Linked DNA regions of Mus musculus: regions 1, 2, 3, 4 and 6 are each linked to region 5. A link is a contact called in public HiCAR-type, HiChIP or PLAC-seq and promoter capture Hi-C data. All regions are on one chromosome and are shown on one strand. The core of a region is the stretch at or near the end of the contact, and the rest is flanking DNA. Distances in the headings are between cores, read along the strand shown. Region 1 overlaps Trip11 (thyroid hormone receptor interactor 11). Region 2 holds the start of Trip11 (thyroid hormone receptor interactor 11). Region 3 holds the start of Fbln5 (fibulin 5). Region 4 holds the start of Fam181a (family with sequence similarity 181, member A). Region 5 holds the start of Lgmn (legumain). Region 6 holds the start of Ddx24 (DEAD box helicase 24).

Region 1 (3,702 bases), core at 476-2,975, 550 kb before region 5:
CTTAGTCTCATTATTTCATTTTCAGCATCTGTAAAAACAATGAATGAACCTGACATTACTTAGAATATTTGAGTAATTGCCTCCCACATTAACCTCAGAGGTGCAGTAAGCAAAGTATATTTATAGACACAAGAGCAAGCAGGCTGACGGCTTGAAATAATGACCACTTCTGCCATTCTCTATTTCCGTGATGACTGTAACAAGTAAGCTCTGAGTTTAAAACCATGCAGAAAGCCAGTGCTTTAGGAAAGTGTAAGAATTATCACTGTGCTCTGGATGAGGCACTAATCTACTGTCCTGATAAAAATAGTATCAATTATGTTTCAAAATACATCCCATTAGTTTGAATAGTATAAGGTGTACGATTGTTATTTAAAACAAAATAAACAAAAACAAAAAAACAACCTTGAAAAGCATTAAGTAAAAATTTATACGATAGCAGTATAGTTATGTAATCACCTTAGATAAAGCAATGTAGTAACACTGTACTGCATACAGATCCACAGAGAAGGAAGGCTCTGGAAGAGGAGTCCAGAGACAGAGAACACGAGAGCAGCTGAAGCAATTCATTCACCTCTCATCCCAAGACAACTGAGCATTTATGACAAAGCCAGCGTTAGCTCTGTGAGCTTACACTTCAGAATAGAATTGTGGTAGAAACAAGTAAACAATGGCTGCCTACAGTGTGAAAGAGCAAGCATGACCACTGTGAGGGCACAAAGGGTGAGCATCTAGTCCTGACTGGGTGGGAACAAAGCGGCCCTGCAAGAGGCAACGCAGGTCCTCCTCCTCTTCCTTGGTGCAGGTAAGACCTCCACTGGGTCAATGTAATATTAGTCGGCCAAAAGAAAACTAGGGACAGTATCCAGACAATGCAGCAAAACTAAGGAGAACGAGCTAAGACAATGCTGACTGAAGGAACCACAGAGTCCACTATGGCTAAGTTACAAAGCTGGGCGATGGGAATAAACTGAGGGAGTAAATGCAGACCAGAAGACCAGAAACATCACATTCAACTAACAAAGCTCAGAGTGCATCTTCAAGTTCCCATAAAGCCATACAGTACTATAAAGTAGGGGCTTTGTACTTCTAAAACTTTACTCTAGCTGCATAGTAGAAAGAAAAAGATAAACAAAAATAACAGAAACCAGAGAATAAACAGCCAATACTGTTCTAACACTCACATGGGAACAGATGCTGTTCAAAAGGAGAGTCTGCAGACGATAGTAACTCACAGAGCCCACACAACTACTCCATCCCTACAAGTAAGATAATACTATTTCCTAGCCCAACCGTCTTGGTTTTTAAAGAGTGATTTGCATGTGTGAGTGTATCTGTATGCCTATTCACAGGCCAAGAGAGGGTGTTCTGTACTTCCTCCACTGTCACTCGCCACCTATCTAGTAGTCTTTTAAGGCAGGGTCTCTTCCTCCAGCCAACTCATATTTCTAGGCCAGGACAGTAGCCAGCAATCCTCCTGTTTCCTTCCCCTCAAAGCTCAGGTTACAGGCTCACACAGTATGCTCAGGCTGATATTTGGATGATGGGATCCAAAGCCCCGTCCTCATAATTGCTCAGCAAGCACTTATAACAACTGAGCTGCCTCTCCAGGCCCCAACTCTGTTGTTCTTAACCATTTTTCTGCTTACTCCACTATGAGATCTGTTAACAGTTAACTCAGCAAATAAGTAGTTATTTCCTGACTGACGTAATTCCACGGCTATAGAAATGGGAAAAAAGGGAAGGAAGAACTAGGAGAGTGGCTCTACTGTTAACCAGACTCAGGAGGCTCACTCAATATGGTAAGAAAATACACTTAAAATGAGCAGAGCTCAAGCCGGGCGTGGTGGCGCATGCCTTTAATCCCAGCACTTGGGAGGCAGAGGCAGGCGGATTTCTGAGTTCGAGGCCAGCCTGATCTACAAAGTGAGTTCCAGGACATCCAGACATACAGAGAAACCCCCTGGAAAAACCTAAATAAATAAATAAATAAATAAATAGAACCGAGCTCCTTGGAGGTCCAGATCCCCCTCTGAACTACCCTCCCTTTACCCAAGTGGCAGCCCCCAGTGCTGAAGCACTTAAGAAACCCTGGTCCTGGGGGATGCAATCCTGAATATCACTCACACAGAAAGAAATCAAGGAACTAAAAACTACAGAACATGGTTGACTTCTAGAATTCTGCTTCCGAGAGGTTAGGGAAGGAATGCAAGGAAGGGAGAGGAGAAGATAATCTTACGTTACATTTAATTTTAAGTTGAATTGGGGTCAGGAGCTCATGATATACTGGCATGTAGGATACAGATACAGGTGCTCACAAGCACACAGAACTGCTCCTTTCAGAGCAGGAATGGATGAGTTCATACAGAGTTTGCATCTTCTCAGCTGAGGAGCTCCCTCCCACTCTTTCCTGCTATGACTGGACACTGACTGGGCTCTGTCTACTTCCTTCAATACTCATTCCCTAATGGAAGAATCTGGGCTCTGATTAGGTACATACAGTACTCAGTTCTGTCTACATTAAAGAAACAGAGCAACGCCTATGAATAACAATCGCTATACCCACAACCTCTTAGCAATCTACCTGGCTTTCTGAATCACTAACTTCTATGTAAACACCTAAAAGAATGAGGAAGGGAGGCCAAGGACACCCTGCTAATCCTTACCCCCTACCAGCAGACAAGTGTTTGGTGCTGAATCCAAGCCCCACAATTCTACTCTAATTACATAATCATGTCCATAAACTTAATTTCCATAAACCTTGCAATTATTCAAGTGCTTGTCTCTAAAAAGACCTAGTGTGCCAAGAAACACCAATGTAAGTTCCAAACGCTTTATACCAGTCAAAGCTTGCTGCAATCTCAGGACCTCTGCGACTGAGGAGCTGTGTGGGAGGATCGTCTCCTCCTCCACCGCAGCATCACTCTGCCGCAGAGCACTCTGCTGGGCTTCACTGAGTTCCAGCTTCAAGCGCTCACACTGCTCAGTCATCTCTCTCTTTTCCACTTCCAGCCGCTCTTGTTCTTTTTTCCAGACTTCCTGGTCATGTTCTGCAGAAGACAATCTTTTATGTATCTCTTTTATTTTATTCTCAAGGTCTTCGATTTGTTTGGTAGATTCTACTTTTTCCATCTGTAAGATCTGAATAGTGTTTTGCATCTCATACACTTTAGAGTGATCAGTTACCGTAACTCCTGAGCCACCTAAAACATCAAAAACCAAGAGGAATCAAATGTCAAATTCCAAAACATAAATTGCTGGATATATATAATATAGACTTAAGAGTGTTTAGAACCTGGACAACTTAAATTACTAGAATTTTAAATAAATAAAAAGTCAAAGACTTCATTTGAACTATTAAGTCTATATATTTGAGTTTAAAACAAGGTAAAAATATCTTGGTTTTGTTTTTTTTGTTTTGTTTTGTTTTGTTTTGTTTTTTTGCTGTAGTGTTACCAGCAAACAATGCAAAGCAATCCATGAACTGTAAGTTATTTATATAAGTGCCAAGGGCTTTTCATGTCTACAGACCCAGAAAGCCATGGCATCGCTACAAACTTAGCAGTAAATAGAATGAGTCACTTTTTATTAAAAGTATTCTGATCTATAAATTGTCTAAGGTTTATCATTTGAGAATGTCATCTAATCTGTGATGTTAGTAAACGCATAACCTTGCTGTAACAGATTTTCCAGTTCTTCAAT
Region 2 (3,235 bases), core at 505-3,004, 530 kb before region 5:
GAAATAAGACTGTCCTAGCGTGGTGGTACTCACTTGTAATGCCGGCACTGAGAGGCAGGGGCAGGAAGACTGGCAGCTCCAGGACACCCTAATCTACACTGCAAACCTTGACTAAAACTTTAAAAGTATATATTATTATTATTGTATTATGATATGGATGTGTGTCTGTGCACAATTTGGGTGCCTACTGCCTGCTGAGGCCTAAAGGTGACACCCGAGTCTCTGAAAACAGAATGAAGTTGTGAGCTAGCTACCTGCCACTGGGTGCTGGGAATAGAACCTGGGTTCTCTGAGAGGGCAGCCAGTGCTCTTAGAGGCTGGATCTCCTCACTTCCTTGCTTAACAAATGTCAAGAAATCGGAAGAGTAATTAACCTAACCACTGATTACAATCGAATTCTAGGTCACTATTCATTAGGACGGCAAGATGATGACTTCAAAAATAAGGGAAGGAGCCTGGCCAGGTGAATGGGTGAGTAAAGGTGTTTGTCGTTCAAGCAAAGTAAAAGGAATTCCATCCTCAAATTCCACCTAAAGGGGAAAAGAGAACTCCACAATGTTGTCTACTGGCCTCCACACACGGGCGATGAGGTAGACACTCATGCATATGTGCATCATTTACACACACACACACACACACAGAGAGACAGACAGACAGACAGACAGAGACACCACAATATTTTTCAAGTTTTAAAGTGAGTAAAGGTAGGTAAGATTCTCAAAAGATAAAGTTCTCCAAAAGTATGGGAGAATGTGCCATCCTACACAAAACTACGTTTTCAGCTGCAAAGTGTCTTCAAGATGAGCAAAATTAGAAAACAATTGAATAGAAAAACAGCCCTATTCCCCTAACAACGTGCTAAAGCCAGATCAAGTGTTTAATCTTGAGTAATTAATGTTACAAAGTATTTGGGGGGAAGGAGGGCAATTGCCATACTTTAGTTGTCATACTAAAGGAATAGGATCAAAGTGAGATCAGCCCCCAAACTATGGGCGAAGTAAGTAATAGGCATGGGCCACCCAAATAACCCTATTCGGCATAGAAACAGCAGGTCCACTTCGCTGAGCTATCCAGCGTATTCAATGAGGGGAGAGGTCCAGAATTCTCCACCGTGGTCCTGAAGGCTGGAAAAGCGGCTACGGAGGTAAAGGGAGGAGAGCAGAGAAAAAAGCGTGGAGTGACTCCTTCGGGACCCGTCCGCGTCTGCCGACCGACCGGACCCGGAACCAAGTGGATCCCAACCGAGCCCCACCGCCCTCGCTCCAGCTGTTACCTGGCACATCCTCCGTGCCCTCCAACAGCATATCCTTCGTGAAGTTCGAAATCTGGCCAGTGAGGGAAGCCAGGCTGCCCCCTACTTGACCGAGAGACTGGCCCAAGCCGGAGCCGAGGCCCCCGAGCCAGGACGACATCGCTGCGGGTGGACACGTCCTCTCCAAATGTCCCTGGACGCCGAAGCTGGTGCGGATCCAGACGCTGAGGACTCGCAGGACACGGCACTCCCACCAACGGCCGCGTCAGAAAGCCGAGGCCCGGCCTGACGCTTCACCAAGGGTTCGCCGTTGTGGACACCGTGGGCCCCGCGAGGCCTCTGCTCATTCCCACGGCTTCCCGCCGTGCGGCTGCACTACTTCTTTCTCAGCTTTACTGACTTTCCTCAGTTTCGTGGGCCAGTCCTGCCAACTCAACGCCGGCCGCCATGACACTGCCGGGAAAGCGGCAGTGACCATAGAGAAGCTTCGCGATAGCGTAGAAGGGCCGCTGCCAGAGGCGTCCCGGGCGCGAAGGACCGTGGGATCGCGGAGGACCAAGTAAATGGGCCAGCCAGATCCGTGACTTCCGCGTAACCTGCGGAACTTTAGGTGGAGACCGAAAAGGCAGTGGCGGCGGCGGTGGCTCTTCCCACCTGCGCAGCTGCTTTTGTTTGTAAGAGGAAGTAACCCTTGACAGTGCCTTCTGATCCTGTCTACAAGAGCTATTGCATCGCTAGGATTCGATAGGGTCGTCCCACCCCACAGGGAAGCAACCTCAATCCATCTGCATTACTCTATTATCCAGCGTCTGCGGATATAAGAGCATCCGTGCCAGAGGGTTGGAAACGAGGCTACAAAGCTGAAAAAGCGGGTTGCAATTCAAATGTCCAGGCAGAAAACCCTTGTTTTGGTGTTTGTTTTCAGTTACCATGCACTTAAAGGATTGTGGGATCCCATGACCGCCTCTCAAATGATCCCTCTCTGAATAATTTTCACCAGATATCTATTTGAATTTAGGGGTTGCCTCCGAGGGTTTTTCAGCTTCCGTGTCCCAGAACAAGGAATTGGACAGAGACACGTGGCTAGTAGTAAGGAAGACAAGAAAATGAAGAAAAGACACACACCCAAGAGAAGCAGCAGGCCAGAACACTGTCATTGGGGGTGGGGTTGACGAGCTACACTTTCAGCTTGAATGATGGAGAATTTTTGGTGCTGAAGATCAAATCCAGAGACTTGTACAGGCATTGAGGCTTTTCGGCTTAGCCACATCCTCAGCCCTTGTTTGAGATAGGCTCTCCTATAATCCAGGTTGGTTTTGAACTGATGACCCTTCTGCTTCTACCTCATGAGTACTGGATTACAAGAATGTACCATCATGCCCAATACAGTGTTTTTAAGTGTAGTATATATAGTCGTCAAATGATTTAACATGTCTACTGTTAATTCTGGGCACTAGGGAATGTTAGGGAGAAAGTAAAACAGGGTAAGGTAAGGAGAGTATGGGCATGCCACAGTAGGTTGAGCCCTGGGGATGTAGAAAATGGCTGAGGACTCCACAATAAGATAATCTTGCATAGAGACTTGAAATGAGCAAGTGAGAGATACAGCTATGGGGGGGGGGCGCTCCCATATAGCTTATCTAGACAATAAGACATAACTGAGTATAATAAAGTCCCTTTGGCTGGAGGCCCCTGGCAATTTTGAGAATTTATAAGAAGGCAAGGATGGCTTAAGAATGAATTGGGGAATATTTGTAAGTATGGACCCAGAAGGCATGAAGAAGTTGAGTCCCAAGGGCCCAGTAGCCCATGAACAGGACTCTGGCTTTTATTCCGTCTAGAATGATGAGTGATGAGTGACATGAATTTAGTTGGGTTCATGAATGACTGAAAAGTTTAGCAACTGTAATCTCCTTTTTTCTGTAGGTATAAATCCTCTAAAGCTCCGTGTCTGCTGGAACATGGTCCAAGAATGAAATCCTG
Region 3 (3,620 bases), core at 708-3,207, 620 kb before region 5:
AATTCCAAGCTCATTCACATCCCTGACCCACAGCGCAGGAGAAATAGCAGTAGGTATGTAGAGGACACAGAGGGAAGGTAGCACCCAGGCACCCAGGCAAAACTGAGCCCGATGTGGTACTGGAAGATGCAAACCCACTTCCTTCACGGAGTCCCAGATCCAATCCTGAGTAGACAGGTTTCCATTTCATCTAACTGCCTATGTGAGCCAGGTTCTCCAACACTGGAGACAGCTCTGACCTTATAAAGTGCAGAGCCAAATCCCTGGGCTTTTTTTTATATTTGCAAGAGCCAGACTTTATATCTGGAAGGAATAAGAGAACAATAACAAATTTATTTTCCAGTCTGTAGATTATGAATTTCAATGTTTTCCTGTTTCTTCTCATGAAGTTTCCTTTCAGGTGGTTATAAAATCCCGTCTCGTTTATGTTGGAGACAGAGCAGCTTGACTGTATGCAGTACAGTTTGAGAGAGACTGGAAAAGGCATGCTAACCCTACCGGCTTCTCCCCCTACCCCACTCCCCATTCCTTTTGGCGAAAGCCAGACCAGGGCTGGCCAGCTCCAAGCCCAGCCTCCTGGAAGAGCTATGGCTGGGTCCTGGGGGCCAAATAATCTCTAGGCTAACAGAGAAGCTTTCCAGAAAGAAATCATACCAAAATTGAAGTATAATTAATACTGGGGAGGAGAAACTGTCTCAACCCTTTTCTTTTGAATCTGGGTCCACCATCCAAAAGAGGAGGAGGAGGAGGAGGAGGAGGAGGAGGAGGAGGAGGAGGAGGAGGACAGACCCTCCAACTGTCTGTCAGTGACAGACATTGCTGGTCAGAGATGTGGGATGGTAATATTAACTATGGCTTACCATAATGAGGCTCGGTTTGTATTCGCATGCATGCACCCCTCCCACATGCAAACACACACAGAGAAAGTGTGTAGATCTATGCAGGGCAGCTATATTTTCAAGAGACACTGGAGAAAGGGAGAACAGATGTCATCCTTAAACTTCCTCAAGGCTCAAGGATTACTTGACTGGAATTGCAATTTCCGCAAAGAACAGCAAAACATTTGCTTACATGCGTCTCTGTCTGCAGAGTCCACTGTGCATTGGCTCGAAACTTCTAGGTCCCATTCCCTCTGTAAATCACACACATAGAGCAAACGCAGACAGAAGTGTTCGGAGACTTCTGCTTGTCTCACAGCCGTTGCAGCAAAGCAATTGCTGGTGCCGTAGTCAGCAGTCTCCCAAATTTAAAAAACATGTAGTGTGATAGTTTATAAACTGCGCACAACGTTGCTGCCCTTTCCAAAAAGAAAGAGAAATGACCTAGAGAGGTTGTCTGCTGCCTCTCTCGAGATGCTGACTCCTGACGCTGTTAGAAAAATCCCCACTCCCAAACGAAGACTTTGAGATGGGCGCAGCTTTTTGTAATTAACAGGGTCATTGCATCACTAGCTAAAAGTCTTTTCCAGTGCCCTGACACAGGCGGAATCTCAGCCATAGCTATTTTCCACCCATCAGGTCTGGAGTTAGGTTTCTCAAGCCTGGAGACAGTTCCTGGCGCCTTCCAACCTACCTTTTTAATCCTGGCATATCCAAGATGCGCGGGAGGAGAAGCGACGCGAGGAAGGCAGGCTCTGCGGTGGGACTGGGGCGGCTTGGTTCCGGAGGGGCCGAGCGGGCAGCGCGGAGGGCCGGGACAGTGCCGGGTGCTGGGAGCCACTGCAGAGCCCTCGCCGCCGGCACCTGGTTTCGCTTAACCCCCTTCAGTAATTCAGCATTAAGCCAATTGGAGGAGGAATGTTAAAAATGAACACTTCATTTTCTAAGTATGTTAAACAATGCAAATGGGGCCTCGGTCTGGACACAGCTGGTTCAGATTACAGCGCTCACCAACTGGCTAGACTCCTCACAACAATCTTGGGGCGTCTGCCAGGGCCAAGTGCTCGGCGCTGGGAGGGGAGCCCGTCAGAGCGCGGGGCTGGGGGGCGCCCGGCCTCCCCAGGGCGGAGCGGGGCGCGTGCGAGGGGGCGTGTCATCAGGCTCTGTGGCAGCACGAACTTGAACTCACACCAAGGCGGCTTCACGGACGAAAGACGCGTGAGCAATTGGGAACCCGAGGCTTAAATCACGGGCTGGAACAAGCGTGGTACCCCTAAGCTGGGATGTGGGGGTAAGGGCGGACCAGGAAGAGCAAGCAATGGCTGAGAACTCTCCTTGGCCGCCCTCACCTCGTTATCCTTAGCTTGTTGTTGTTGTTGCTGCTGCTGTTGCTGTTTCTGGCCTTCAAAGTAGAAAGGTGATTTGTAAAAGTCAACAGCGAAAAGCCTAAAGAATGGTGGGCTACACTTGGGCCCTGGAAGCCCCGCCCCACTCCCTTTCGTTTCATAGCTCTGGAACCCTCTATCAAGTGCAAAAGTGCCAAAGACACTGCTCTCCAAAAGACACGACGACCAGACTGCTACACCGCAAGACCTTCCTTGCCTGAACCTTCTCTTGGACCCTCAACTGCCCGACCTACAGTTCAGAAAGCAAAGGGGCAGAGTCCCCCCCCCCCCCATATGCCTCTGTACAGTAGAAACTGGTTCAGTTTCCTTGGAGGTGGGAATAAAAGGGGTCGAGTGACTTCCCCACTGCCTCATGGCTCTCAGAGATGCCAGCGAGTCTCTGAAGCCTACATCCTATTCTTTTCTAACACTGTTTTAAGGAAACGGACTCTTACTCTAAAATCTCGTTAGACTGAACTAGAGCAGCCAGACTGCTGTTGATTCCGCTGAAGCTCAGAGGTCAACTGACCTGATTTATTTACTATGGGCGTATGAAATGGCTAAGAATAAACTACATTTAGGTTCATCTCCTTCATGAGATAGTACCTCCCGTCCATTGTTCTAGTAGCTAGGATTATAAAAACCCTTCAAGTCCACCAGTTCTGCACTAAAGGGGCGAAATAAAGAGAATTTCAGATTGGGAAATAAATGAGAGTAACCCATCAAAATAGCTAGACCTCTAAGTGTGCACCCTGGCCTGCTGCTCTGTCTAAAGCTCAAAGTCGGCAGTGACTGGGAGGGAGTACAAAAGAACCTCTCAAGTACCTGATGTAATTTCTGGCCAAGGCACTTCGTACAGTAAGGAACATAGACTTGAGTTTCATGATGTTGTGCTATAACATGTTTTAAAATGCTGAAGAGGCTCCTCACACACTGATATTGCAGGCTTTCTAATATACTTTATAGTTCTAATAGAATCTTGGTAGTCACATAGACCAATTTTATTAGATTAATATAAAAACTATGATTGTAGGGGCTGGAGAGATGGCTAAGAGCATTGGCTGCTCTTGCTGAGGACCTGGGTTCAAATTCCCAGCACCCACAAGGTGGCTCAAACCTGCTGATGACTTCAGTTCTAGGGGACCTGATTCCCTCTTCTGACATACATGCAGGCAAAATACCCATATACATAAAATTAAAACTTCAAAAAAAACCTTTAAAAATAGAAATAAATAAATAAATGTCTAGAACTTTGTAAAAGTACAAGACGTTAAGTGGGTTGAACATCAATCAAACCTTAAGTGTGTTGTACATCAGGTACCCAGGTGGGAAGGACTGGAGGAGCTAAGGGGGATTG
Region 4 (3,197 bases), core at 498-2,997, 880 kb after region 5:
GACACACTACCTCGATGTAGGCAGCCAGGGTTCTGAGAGGCGCTGGCAGGAGCCTAACCTGGTGGCCACAGGACCCCAGAGTATATCTCCAGCAGAGTGTACCAAGAGTTTGGAACATGATGCATGGGACCCTCTCTTACCTGTCAAGATGGGCTGGGGACATGCTGCAGAATTTCCCCTTCCAAAGCCCTGACGATTAAGATAGCAGTGGCATAGCCCACAGTTAATGCAGAGGCTGCTGCAGAGGCCTTCCCCGTGCCAAGCCGACGTAGGACAGAGCACACGAAGGGCTCTGGAGAGTCTAATGTGAGCTGGTTACCAGGACAGGGGTCCTAATGCCAGCAGCACACCCTTGTTTGTTCTGCTCTGGCTCTGCACAGAGAGCATGTGGAGCTCTTGGAGTTAGAGCTGCAGCTCATTAGCCCTGGGCCGTCTCCTCCAGAGGAGGGAACTTAGGGCTACTCTAGACAGGTGCCTCATCCCTACAGCAGATGTCTCTTGGTGCCACTCCTAAGTCAGGGTATGCAACCATGCCTGTGGTATGAAGCTGTGGGCCACTATGCAGTCGGAGACAGAAGAAGATGACAGAAAGACAGGGAAAGGGGAGGAAAGTGGACCTGCGGGGGTCCACTGAGCTGGCTAGCATGGAGACCCTGCCCGGGAGCACTTCCCAGACAGTTCTCCTTCACCGGGCTGCTCTCAGCCTCACCTTCTTTCTGGGCATTTGATGGGCAGGGCCACGGCAGCCTGGGCTCCCTCACTTGCTCCAACTGAGCGGCCCTGCTTGCAGCCCTGCCGGCGTTGGCACGGTGACAGTAGCCAAGTGTGCAAACTTGTGCCATTGTCCCTGGGCCAGGGGGAGCCATGGAGACTAGCTAATATGACACAGGAAAATGTTTGCTGATGGCAATTCTATGGGCTTTGTCCACCTCTTTCTCCATCATGACGACTCGATTTAAGTCCCTAACTGTTTGACTACAAACGCAAGGGGACCGTGCAACGCCACCCTTTTGTCCGGCCGCACTGAATGGGCAATTCAGGCTTTGTGCAGCTCAATTGAGGAAGCAAACATAAAGACAAGATTCCTGAGAGCCTCGGCTCCCTTCCCATGGATATCCCAGCACCCCTCAGCCAGCCCGCCAGGGCTACCTTTCCCCACATCAGTGCACCTCTCAAATCCATCCCAGGGGGACCCTTCAGGAAGGACGGTTGAAAGAGGTGAGAGACACGAGGCCAGAGACAGAGTCAGAGAATGCACACTCAACACTCAAGGGCAGAGGAAAAGCAGCCCACTCCGGCTTACCCCATCCGATTGTCTGTCTGCACTGGAGCATGGCAGCTGGAGACCTGAAGTATCTGGGGAAGGTTGGGTGCCTGTCTCACTGTGCCCAGCCCTCCTTGATCCTGAATACTTTTTGCGCGCACACACACACACACACACACACACACACACACACACACACACCTCAAGAAACCAGGTTACTGAGGTCAAGGGGAGGAGTGGGTATGGAGACTGGAGAAAAGTGGGGCTGAAGGGTAGAAATTTACCGGGAAATGATTGCATTTGGGAGCTGTCTTTTTTTGTGATGGTCCCCATGGTGACAATTTGTGACGGCAAAGAATGTGGGACCGGGGCTCCGCCGCCTGATTGGGATGCTTTGTATCTGGAGAGGCGCTCCTGATTGGCCTGAGGGCCCCCCAGCTCCGGACTTGTCCTCCATTCAGCCCACTCAAGGGCTGTGCACAACTGCTTCTCAGCCTGCACGGAGCTCACTGCACGCCAGCTCGTCAGGCTTGCGGGGGTCTACGGTGGGGAACCTGCCGGCCACGTTGGCGGGGGGCCCTGGCCTTCACCTTCGGTCAGTACGGAGTCCCAAGTGGTTTGGCCTGGCTGGGTGGAGGGCAGGGCGTGAGCGGACTAGAGCCTTGGGGGAGGGGCACAGTACTGTGGGTGGTGGCCGAGGAGGCATGAAATTGCTGCAGATGCTTCTACAGGGGAGTCCCTGCGGCCGGCAGGGATGAGCCTTGAAGGCAGGTCTAGATTAAGTGCTAGACAGAGATCCTGCCTGGCCCTGTGTGAGAGTTGGGGGTGGAGCGTGGGGACTGCGGAGGGGGCGGGGTGGTGGGAGGGGAAGGCCACCACCAAGGAGGGGGAAGGGGGCTTGGCCTTCTTTAGAGGATTTCTTTGGCTTTGAAAATAAAAACTTGAATGGTGAGTCGTGCGCGCTGGCCTTCACGATGTGTGGGAGATGCGACCAACTGGGAATGTAGCCCCAGCAATGCCACTTGTAGCTGGGTGGCTTTGAGCAAGGTGTTTGCAGTTTCTGAGCCTTGACTTCCAGAAGAGGGCAACAGGCCCCAGAAGACTGAATGAGATAGTTGACACCTGTCTCATCTCAGATAGTCAAAAGGTGCTGAATAACGACTCACCAGCCCCATTGTGGATTCTGTTTGGGACAGAAGAATGGAGGATGTGTGCATTGGGTCCTGGTGGCCCTGGGGAAGGCGTAACTGCCCTGGAGAGACTCCTGCTGCCTATTGCATTCATTGTGTTCCCTAGGTCTGCCCTGTGCGCTCCTCCAGAGCCCATGCTCTTCATGGAAAGCCCTGCACAGTTCTCGTGGTGATGGCAGCTGACAGTGACGTGAAGATGCTTCTGAATTTTGTCAACCTGGCGTCCAGTGACATCAAGGCGGCCCTGGACAAGTCCGCACCCTGCCGCCGCTCTGTGGACCATCGCAAGTACCTGCAGAAGCAACTCAAGCGCTTCTCTCAGAAGTACTCGCGGCTCCCTAGGGGCCTGCCTGGCAGGGTGGCAGAGCCCCACCTGCAGAGGGGACCTGAAGAGAGGCCTGGACGGCCACCCCTCCATCCCTGTCCCCAATCCAGCCCCGGTGGGGGTGGGAGCTGCACAGAAAAGGCCCTGGGGACCCCCTTTAGGGAGGAATGCCTTTCTAAGGATCAGGGCTTCCGGGGGCTGAATCCAGAGGCTGCTAGACCCGGCCAGGTTCCCATGAGGAAGAGACAGCTGCCCGCCTCGTTCTGGGAGGAGCCAAGGCCCACTCTCAGCTACCCAATGGGGCTGGAGGTGGGCCTGGCCCCCAGGGAGGCATCTTTGTATGAGAATAAGAAAAACTGCAAGGGTCTGGAGTCCCTGGGGCCCGAGACTGCTCCACTGCCCATGTCCCCAAGGGTAC
Region 5 (3,322 bases), core at 530-3,029:
TCACATACACAATGGTGGGCCCAGAAGAGCAAGAGCCAGAATGTCCCATCACTACTATCCCTGGAGCTGTCACAATGCTGTCACCCAATGCTTTACTCATGTGTCCCTAGCAATGCTGGGGACAACAAGCCACTGTGCTGCCAGCCTCATAATTATGTGCAGGACATGACCCTCCACTGGTTTGTGTGTGGCTCCAGAGAGTCCTCCCAGTTACTATAAATAGAAAACGCTCTGCAGGCCGCAGCCTCGCTCTTCTCCTGCACACTGTACCATCTCTGATCGTACCTAGCAGCCCCACAGTGAGTGCCCTACACCATCCAGGTTCCTGTGAAAGCCCCACACACACAGCATACACATAGCAACATCGCCTACTGACACATATGTCCAAGAATGTGTCCCCATCAATAAACAGTGTCTTGGGCATGGTGTAGTCTCTCTCTTCCTACCACTGCTCTAACTCCCCTGGGGGTGACTGTGGTGCCCTTCTGGTCTTCAGTGTGACCTCCTCTAACACTTTCTACCCTACAAACCCGATAAGGTAAAGAGAAATCTACACTAAAAGCAGCTCACTGGGTATTCAGGACAACACCTAAATTCCCCACCCCACTAAAGGGCATTTGAGATACACGTGACATCCTCCTGCATCAATTCACTCCACACATGTAATCCCTTAATCCAAACAGGCTCCACAATCCCAGGTCCAAAAAACGCTGTTCACAACTTCACCTTGCTGTTCTCCAGGTAATGCACACCCCTCCTCCGACCCACTAGCCACTCCCTATCTCCATGGCTCCAACTTCACCCCTCTCCCCTCCACACCAAGTCCTAGTTCCTCCCAAATGAGGTTTGGGTGTTGTCTCTGTACACAAAGGACTATCTCTACCCCCAACAAAATAAATTCGTCTCAAAAATCTTTGCAAAGAACACAGCATGGTGCCCCAACCCTGTAATTCTGGCCTTCAGAAAGCTGAGGCAGGAGGGTCGCTGAATTCAAAAACCAACCTCATGGCTACATGTTGAGTTTGAGGAGGCTGTCTCAAAGCAAAGAAAAGCTTACCTTACTTACTCCAGCCCAATAAATATTTGGTTTGCAGACCCAGAGTAAAGAATATTCCATAGGGCATACAGCTGTAGACCACAGGGCGAGTTTCAAATCCTGACCACTCATTTTCATCTATAAAATGGACCACGTGACAGACATTCCATCCTCCAGCCCTTAGGGTCTACTGTACTTAACACAAAATAATCCTAACCCTATGGGGCCAGGGACCACAAAGGCTAGCTTTCACTATCAAGGAGCATGTGAGCCTCCCTGAAACCCACTAGCTCTCGCCAGGAATATTTGGGGTATTCCTGTCGGGGTGTTTTTGTTCAGATCGGGAATCGCCCCTGTCTACTGGTGTACTGATTCAAGTTAAAAACATCAACAACAAACCCGGGACTCTGCCAAGAGCTGCCTGGCTGTGAAACCTTAGTAAACCGACTCCTCCTCCTGCCTCAGTTTCGCCCTCCAGGGCAACCCGCCGTTCCAGCAAAGCACACTCGCGACACAAACAAGTCTCCGGCTAGGAGCTTTCAGAAGGGAAATATTACTCAGAAAGGGTCGAGGGATGGAAAGCCTAGCCAAAAACCGCTAAGTCACCTCTCATGGGGCGCGGGTCCTCCCCGGGGTCCCCGATTACCTGGGCGGGTGATCGCCGCGGTGACTGCAGAACCGTGGGAATTCCGGGCGTCGCGCAGACTCAGAGCAGCCACCTCTAGAGTCCGCCCCGCTGTGATTGAGCTGCGGCAACACAGATCGCTGAGCCCGGGCTACCTGCGCAGCCTGATTTGTGCAGCCTCGGAGTGTGGCGTATAAGGAAACCAATAGAAGCTGAGACTGAGGCCGGCAAGCCAGAAAGACTACGAATCCCAGTGTGCGTGGGCGGGGCTTCGGACCCTGTGGGCGGAGCTTTAGGGCCCTGTGGTCAGAGGTTGGGGCTGCGTCTTCTCAATGAGCTAGGCATGAGCACCTAGGTGTCTGGGGACTCTACGGACAGTGAGTGAGAAGTCGCGCGAACTAACTGGTCTCCAGCCTTGTCAGCGCACTGGACCTACGGATGCTACCCCGTAGTCCACCCACAACAAAGGACTGTTGTTTTGGGGTTTTTTTTGGTCTGCCTTGGCCTATGATCACAACACCCACCCCACCCCCAACCTCCAGAAATGTATGGCCACCCCAGCTCTACAGACAAGACATCTGACAAAATCAAGGAGCTTAATTTTTTTCAGGCTCCCAAGACACTTTCAGTGGCGGAAGCTAACCTTAGTAGTCTGGTTCCTGAATGCTAAAATCCTAATTCCCTGTCACGTCCCAAGTGTTCGGTGTCACAGTGAGCTGGAGAGGAAGTAAAATACTCTATATGCAAGTTCCAGAAGCTGGTGCTCAGTGAATGAGTTGGATGGAGTTGTGACAGAGTTCATGTAGTCTTGCCCGAGTATACCAGGACCCAAAACAGGGCCAACTCATTTGGCCTGGGGCTTACTGGTCAAGCTAGACTGCTGGCCAGTGAATCCAGGAGATCAGCTGTGTCTTTCTCCCTAATGGTCACACAAGTTTGTTACACTTTGAGCCATTCCCCACCCCACCCCCCGTCCCTGAATCTTTCCCCCTCCTCCCCCCAAGTCTTAGGCCTGGCAACCCACAGCAGGTCTGCTCCCTATCTCGGTTAATAAGATCATAGCCGCATCTGCCAGCTTAGTATTATCTCTGGCCATGTTTGCAGACAAGGAGAGTTGAATCATTGTGAGAGACTGTAAGGGCAGCAAAATGAAGATAACAACGGACACTTGGAAGAAAACATTTGCTGTCACTGACCTTAGCATACGGCCACATGGCCTAGGATCACAGCTTGGAGGTGACCTTGGGCTTCAAGTCAAAACCCTATGATGAAACATGCCTTCCGGTCTTCCACCGTGAGTATTTGAAGCACATTCATGGACTCACTGAACATATTTACCAGGCCCCTTTAAGTGCCACACATAGCCAAGTATTGAGATAAATAGGATTTTATTTCTTCCCCTTGGGCATTAGAAATGTGTCCTTAGCCACTTCCTATCTCACCCAAAATAAAAGGTAAACTTTGACGGTTAGGCCTTAATAATGAAAGGGACATCCTGGCCTGTGGCCTGATGTGTTCAGACAAAGGACCTGGGAAAACCTTTTCCCTCCCTCAGCAATAGTTGAGTTGAGTGGACCAGAAGAGAAGGCACTGTAAGTGGATACCTAGTAGAAGATGCTGGGGGTTGCCAAGGTGATAGCCGGGGAGCCCAGGAGACCTGC
Region 6 (3,620 bases), core at 1,025-3,524, 990 kb after region 5:
TGTAGTTTTCTTGTAATGTTGTCTGGTGTTGGAATTAACTAACACTGGTCTCAATAACTTTTGAACCTGACACAGTCCAGCAATGCAGACATGAAGTAGTGACCTCACATAGACCTCAGAGATAGAAAGAGGGTACCAGAGTCAAGTGGGGCAGATTTCAGCCCAGAGCTGGATGTTTGCAACACATGGCTTTTGTGGTCACATTCCCAACAATCCCCTCTCCCAGTTTCTCAGCCTATGGACAACCAAGGACTGAATCCAGAAACTCTCATACCTGGGACAGACAGAACAGCCCTTACCTGTCTCAGCAGCTCCAAGGATGTCCAGTTTGTCACGGATGGCAGGGGCCAAAGTCAGAGCCTGGATTGGGGTAGGTGCAGAGAAGCCTAAGAAGCTGAGAGCGCGCAGAACAGCCTTGGGCACAAACAGGTCCCTCCAGGCAGACACATCTGCCTTCTGGTCGTGCACCTCAGCCATCCATGTCTTCTTCGATTTTTTGGGCAATTTGGGGGAAGTGCTCTGAAAAGTATCCAATTTTTTTTTCCCTTTGTTTTTCTTCTTTCTTGGAGCAGCCTGGGCCAGGCTTTCTGATTTGGCTCCTCCGACCTTTTGATCAGAACAAGCAGTGACTTCTCCCTGAGCCTCTGGCTCGGACGCTTTGACTTCATACTCATTCTGGGCAGCAGCGCCTTCGGCAGCTCGTGCCGCATCTCTCTGCTTCTTCAACTTGATCTTTTTCTTTGGGGAGCTGGACTGTCCTTCCTCCTCTTCTTCCTCTTCTGAAACAGCCTGGGCCTTTCTCTTCTTTGTCTCCTCACTTGAGAACAAACGGGAGGGATTCTTGACTAAACGGTAATCTGTCAGCTCTTCAAAGCACACCAGGTCATCCATCTGTCCATCTGCAAACAGATTCGGGTCGATCGTCACTTGCTTCCATTTCCCCACAATCTTGATGCCCTTCCTCTGGAACGTGCCACGGCTTGCCAACTTTGGCTTTGAGTTTGTCTCCTTCACCTTCATGGTTGCTGAAAAGAAATGTTCTTCTGGGTTAGTGACTGTGGGGTACAGGCTCTAGGGCAACACACGCTTTCCTAAAACGTACTAGACCCTGCAAACAGCCAAGGACACAGAGATGGCTTAACTTACATAGAGGAGATGCTCAAATCCAGAAAATGAAACACACCCACAGAATAGGTAGTTTGGCTTGGAGCAGAGGGGACACAGGCAGTAAAGGACACATGAGCTATCTCTGGTTAGGATCCTAGCTCCAACACTTACTTTGTATGCAACCCCCACCCACCCACCTCCTCTCAGAATTTAGTGTTACAATCTTTCTAAATGAGAAGGGTGTGATAATATCTAATAATAACTAATTTTACACTGTACACAAAATAAGTATCAAAAGAGGCTTGATAAGCCATTTTGAACACGGAGTAAGAATCTGAGATACGGCGTGCTTTTTTCCCTGGTAGAACAAGACAAGTGCCATTTCCATCATCTTGGCCTTGGCCAGATAGGTTGAAACACGTCAAGTCCTAGGTTCCACCCCCCCTAGCACTGCGTAAAACCGTACATAGCCGGTATCCTGCCCTCAGGAATGGAGATGGAAGATCAGGAGCTCAAAGCCAGCCTTGGCTACACAAGACCCTGTCTTTAAAGTCTGAGTATGCACGACTCATCTGTGTGGAAGTGGCGCTACATGGGTCCTCTCTAAATGAAAAGGGACATTGTGGAGAGAGTAAGGCAAAACTCGATTCAAATCTGGATCCTGCTCGGTGTTTGCTGCACATCTCTGTGCCTCAGTCTCCTTATCTACAAATTGAGGATAATGAGATATTTATCGCACTGGGTCCTCATCTGAATACGAAATAGTGACGCACGTCAAAAACCGCTTAACATGGCGTCTGTGAGGATGGCATGGGACGCACGGCGACCCCCCGACCCCCGCCGCACCTCGGCCCCACCTTGACAAGGTGAAGGGAACGTCACTAGAAATAGGGCGCGGGGGAGTGACCTGTGCCTTCTGCCAGAGTCCCACGAGGGCTTCAAGGGAGGTTGCCGGGCCTTGATGCCCACAGCAAAGCATGAGCCACCGGCAACCAAGGTTGTGGGGACACCGGTGAGCCACGATGCTTCGAAGACACCGGGGAGCCCCTCCGCAGCCGGCCAGGGCCTGCTCCGCTCCGAACCCACAAAGAGCACTCACCGCCGCAGTCACCTCACACGCCGGGCCGTTTGCGCCAACCCGACCCGGAACTGCAGCAGCTTCAGTACTGCAGTTCCGGGGCGGAGCTCCGGGCACGCGTGCGCGCTAAGGAAGGAAGTTCCGCCTCTGTGCGGAAGCGTCTATCTGATTGGCACTCTCTCAGGACTTTGGCTGGAACTCGGAGGACTGAGCTGGGGGGCGGGCCCTGTGTGGCCTAGGTTACGCTTCCTGTTTATGGTTTAGGCAATGTTTCGGAGCTCCTTCCTGGACGCTAGGGAGCGCAAGCGCCCGGGTAATCGCTGTCTGGTTTGTGTGCAGTAGCTGTCCCACATGCATGAGTAACTGACTACCTGGAGCCTTAAAACATTTCCTTACCTAATTTATAAACCACCTAACCCTGGGTTGAAAGAGCCATGTTCTCCAGTTCGTAGTGCCTTTCCTACTGCACAGAGCTGGTCACGATACATTTGCCTGTTTAGTTTGATTGTTTTTTGATGTTTGTGCTGGAGATTTAAACTAGTCTTAGAGGCTGTATAGATGGCTCAGAGGTTAAGAGCACTGACTGCTCTTCCAGAGGTCCTGAGTTCAATTCCCAGCAACCACATGGTGGCTCACAACCATCTATAATAGGATCCAATGTATTCTTCTAGTGTGTCTGAAGACAGCTGCAATGTACTCATATAAATTAAAAAAATAAATAAACTAGTCTTCCATGCATATGGAAGCACGCTTCCCACTGAGCCATCTCCGAAGACCTGAAAATGTATTCTTTTATATCTTAACTTAGATCAGTTTTTTTTTTTCCGTGTCAGCATTATGAGATACACACCTAACACTGAATTAGATAACAGAGTGTTGTCATTGGCAAGGGACTTTCACCAAGACGCCAAAAGGATAGACAAGAGCAAAAAGAGATGCATGAAATTTTTATGAAAACAAAAATGCTTCCGCACACCACCCTGAATAGAGAGGGGAAAAAAGGCGGGCTGGAGAGTTGGCTCAGTGGTTACAAGCACAGACTGCTCTTCCGAGGGATCTGTGTTCAGTTCCCAGCACCCATATAGCAACTCACAACCATCCATAATTCCTGACCAGAGGATCTGATGCCCCCTTCTGGCCTCAGTGGGTGCTGCAAACACGTGGTGCACAGACATACACCTAAAAACGTAAAAGAGATATCTTGTTAAAAAGAATAAAGGAGGGGCTGGTGAGATGGCTCAGCAGGTAGCGCACTGACTGCTCATCCTAAGGTCCTGAGTTCAAATTCAAGCAGCCACATGGTGGCCCACAAACACTGGTAATGAGATCTGACGCCTGCTTCTGGCATGTCTGAAGACAGCCACAGTGTACTTATTTATAATAATAAACCTTTGGGAGGGAGCAAGCAAAGCAAGGGGAGTTGACCAGAGCAAGC

Evidence for each region. Promoter capture Hi-C pulls out the DNA fragments that hold promoters and counts their contacts. HiCAR-type assays count read pairs that join an accessible place to other places. HiChIP or PLAC-seq counts read pairs in DNA pulled down with a chosen protein or histone mark.
Region 1: a contact with region 5 is called in an H3K4me3 HiChIP or PLAC-seq map of bone marrow-derived macrophages, with 2.2 times the contacts expected there. The contact joins the enhancer-like site here to the promoter of Lgmn in region 5. A contact is called at or near these places in 4 of 39 promoter capture datasets (the 3T3-L1 cell line, 3T3-L1-derived adipocytes, the HPC-7 cell line and 1 more), 5 of 115 datasets of contacts at active chromatin or transcription factors (astrocytes, bone marrow-derived macrophages, epiblast stem cells and 1 more) and 1 of 9 other capture datasets (pancreatic islet).
Region 2: a HiCAR-type map of astrocytes shows a contact between it and region 5, with 3 times the contacts expected there. The contact joins the promoter of Trip11 here to the promoter of Lgmn in region 5. A contact is called at or near these places in 10 of 39 promoter capture datasets (the 3T3-L1 cell line, 3T3-L1-derived adipocytes, the C10 cell line and 7 more), 3 of 484 Hi-C or Micro-C datasets (B cells, nephron progenitors and uterus), 12 of 115 datasets of contacts at active chromatin or transcription factors (astrocytes, bone marrow-derived macrophages, embryonic forebrain and 6 more) and 1 of 9 other capture datasets (pancreatic islet).
Region 3: a promoter capture Hi-C map of liver shows a contact between it and region 5, with 2.1 times the contacts expected there. The contact joins the promoter of Fbln5 here to the promoter of Lgmn in region 5. A contact is called at or near these places in 3 of 39 promoter capture datasets (the 3T3-L1 cell line, hippocampal neurons and liver).
Region 4: a contact with region 5 is called in a HiCAR-type map of astrocytes, with 2.3 times the contacts expected there. The contact joins the promoter of Fam181a here to the promoter of Lgmn in region 5.
Region 6: a contact with region 5 is called in an H3K27ac HiChIP or PLAC-seq map of microglia, with 5 times the contacts expected there. The contact joins the promoter of Ddx24 here to the promoter of Lgmn in region 5.

Annotation. Positions count from the first base shown.
Region 1 is chr12:101,890,591-101,894,292 of GRCm38.p6, forward strand. It overlaps Trip11 (thyroid hormone receptor interactor 11), which reads right to left. Exons shown (of 21, transcript NM_028446.1): 6 at 3,672-3,702; 7 at 2,841-3,203; 8 at 1-28. Among named protein-coding and RNA genes, the nearest start is that of Gm20036, 20 kb to the right of the region's middle. Within about 2 kb of position 1,726, at least 22 of the 459 cell types and tissues checked have an H3K27ac peak or open chromatin away from gene starts, as enhancers often do. A contact at or near this core is called in bone marrow-derived macrophages, where this site is marked.
Region 2 is chr12:101,911,417-101,914,651 of GRCm38.p6, forward strand. Trip11 (thyroid hormone receptor interactor 11) reads right to left here and starts at 1,755. Exons shown (of 21, transcript NM_028446.1): 1 at 1,274-1,755. The coding sequence starts at 1,412. Gm20036 (predicted gene, 20036) reads left to right here and starts at 1,251. Exons shown (of 2, transcript NR_152255.1): 1 at 1,251-2,561; 2 at 3,179-3,235.
Region 3 is chr12:101,817,162-101,820,781 of GRCm38.p6, forward strand. Fbln5 (fibulin 5) reads right to left here and starts at 1,958. Exons shown (of 11, transcript NM_011812.4): 1 at 1,573-1,958. The coding sequence starts at 1,589.
Region 4 is chr12:103,313,212-103,316,408 of GRCm38.p6, forward strand. Fam181a (family with sequence similarity 181, member A) reads left to right here and starts at 1,748. Exons shown (of 2, transcript NM_001195726.1): 1 at 1,748-1,859; 2 at 2,561-3,197. The coding sequence starts at 2,627. Gm29508 (predicted gene 29508) reads right to left here and starts at 1,558. Exons shown (of 3, transcript NR_136894.1): 1 at 1,304-1,558.
Region 5 is chr12:102,437,949-102,441,270 of GRCm38.p6, forward strand. It overlaps Lgmn (legumain), which reads right to left and starts at 1,780. Exons shown (of 14, transcript NM_011175.4): 1 at 1,683-1,780.
Region 6 is chr12:103,423,573-103,427,192 of GRCm38.p6, forward strand. It overlaps Ddx24 (DEAD box helicase 24), which reads right to left and starts at 2,275. Exons shown (of 9, transcript NM_020494.4): 1 at 2,207-2,275; 2 at 300-1,025. The coding sequence starts at 1,020.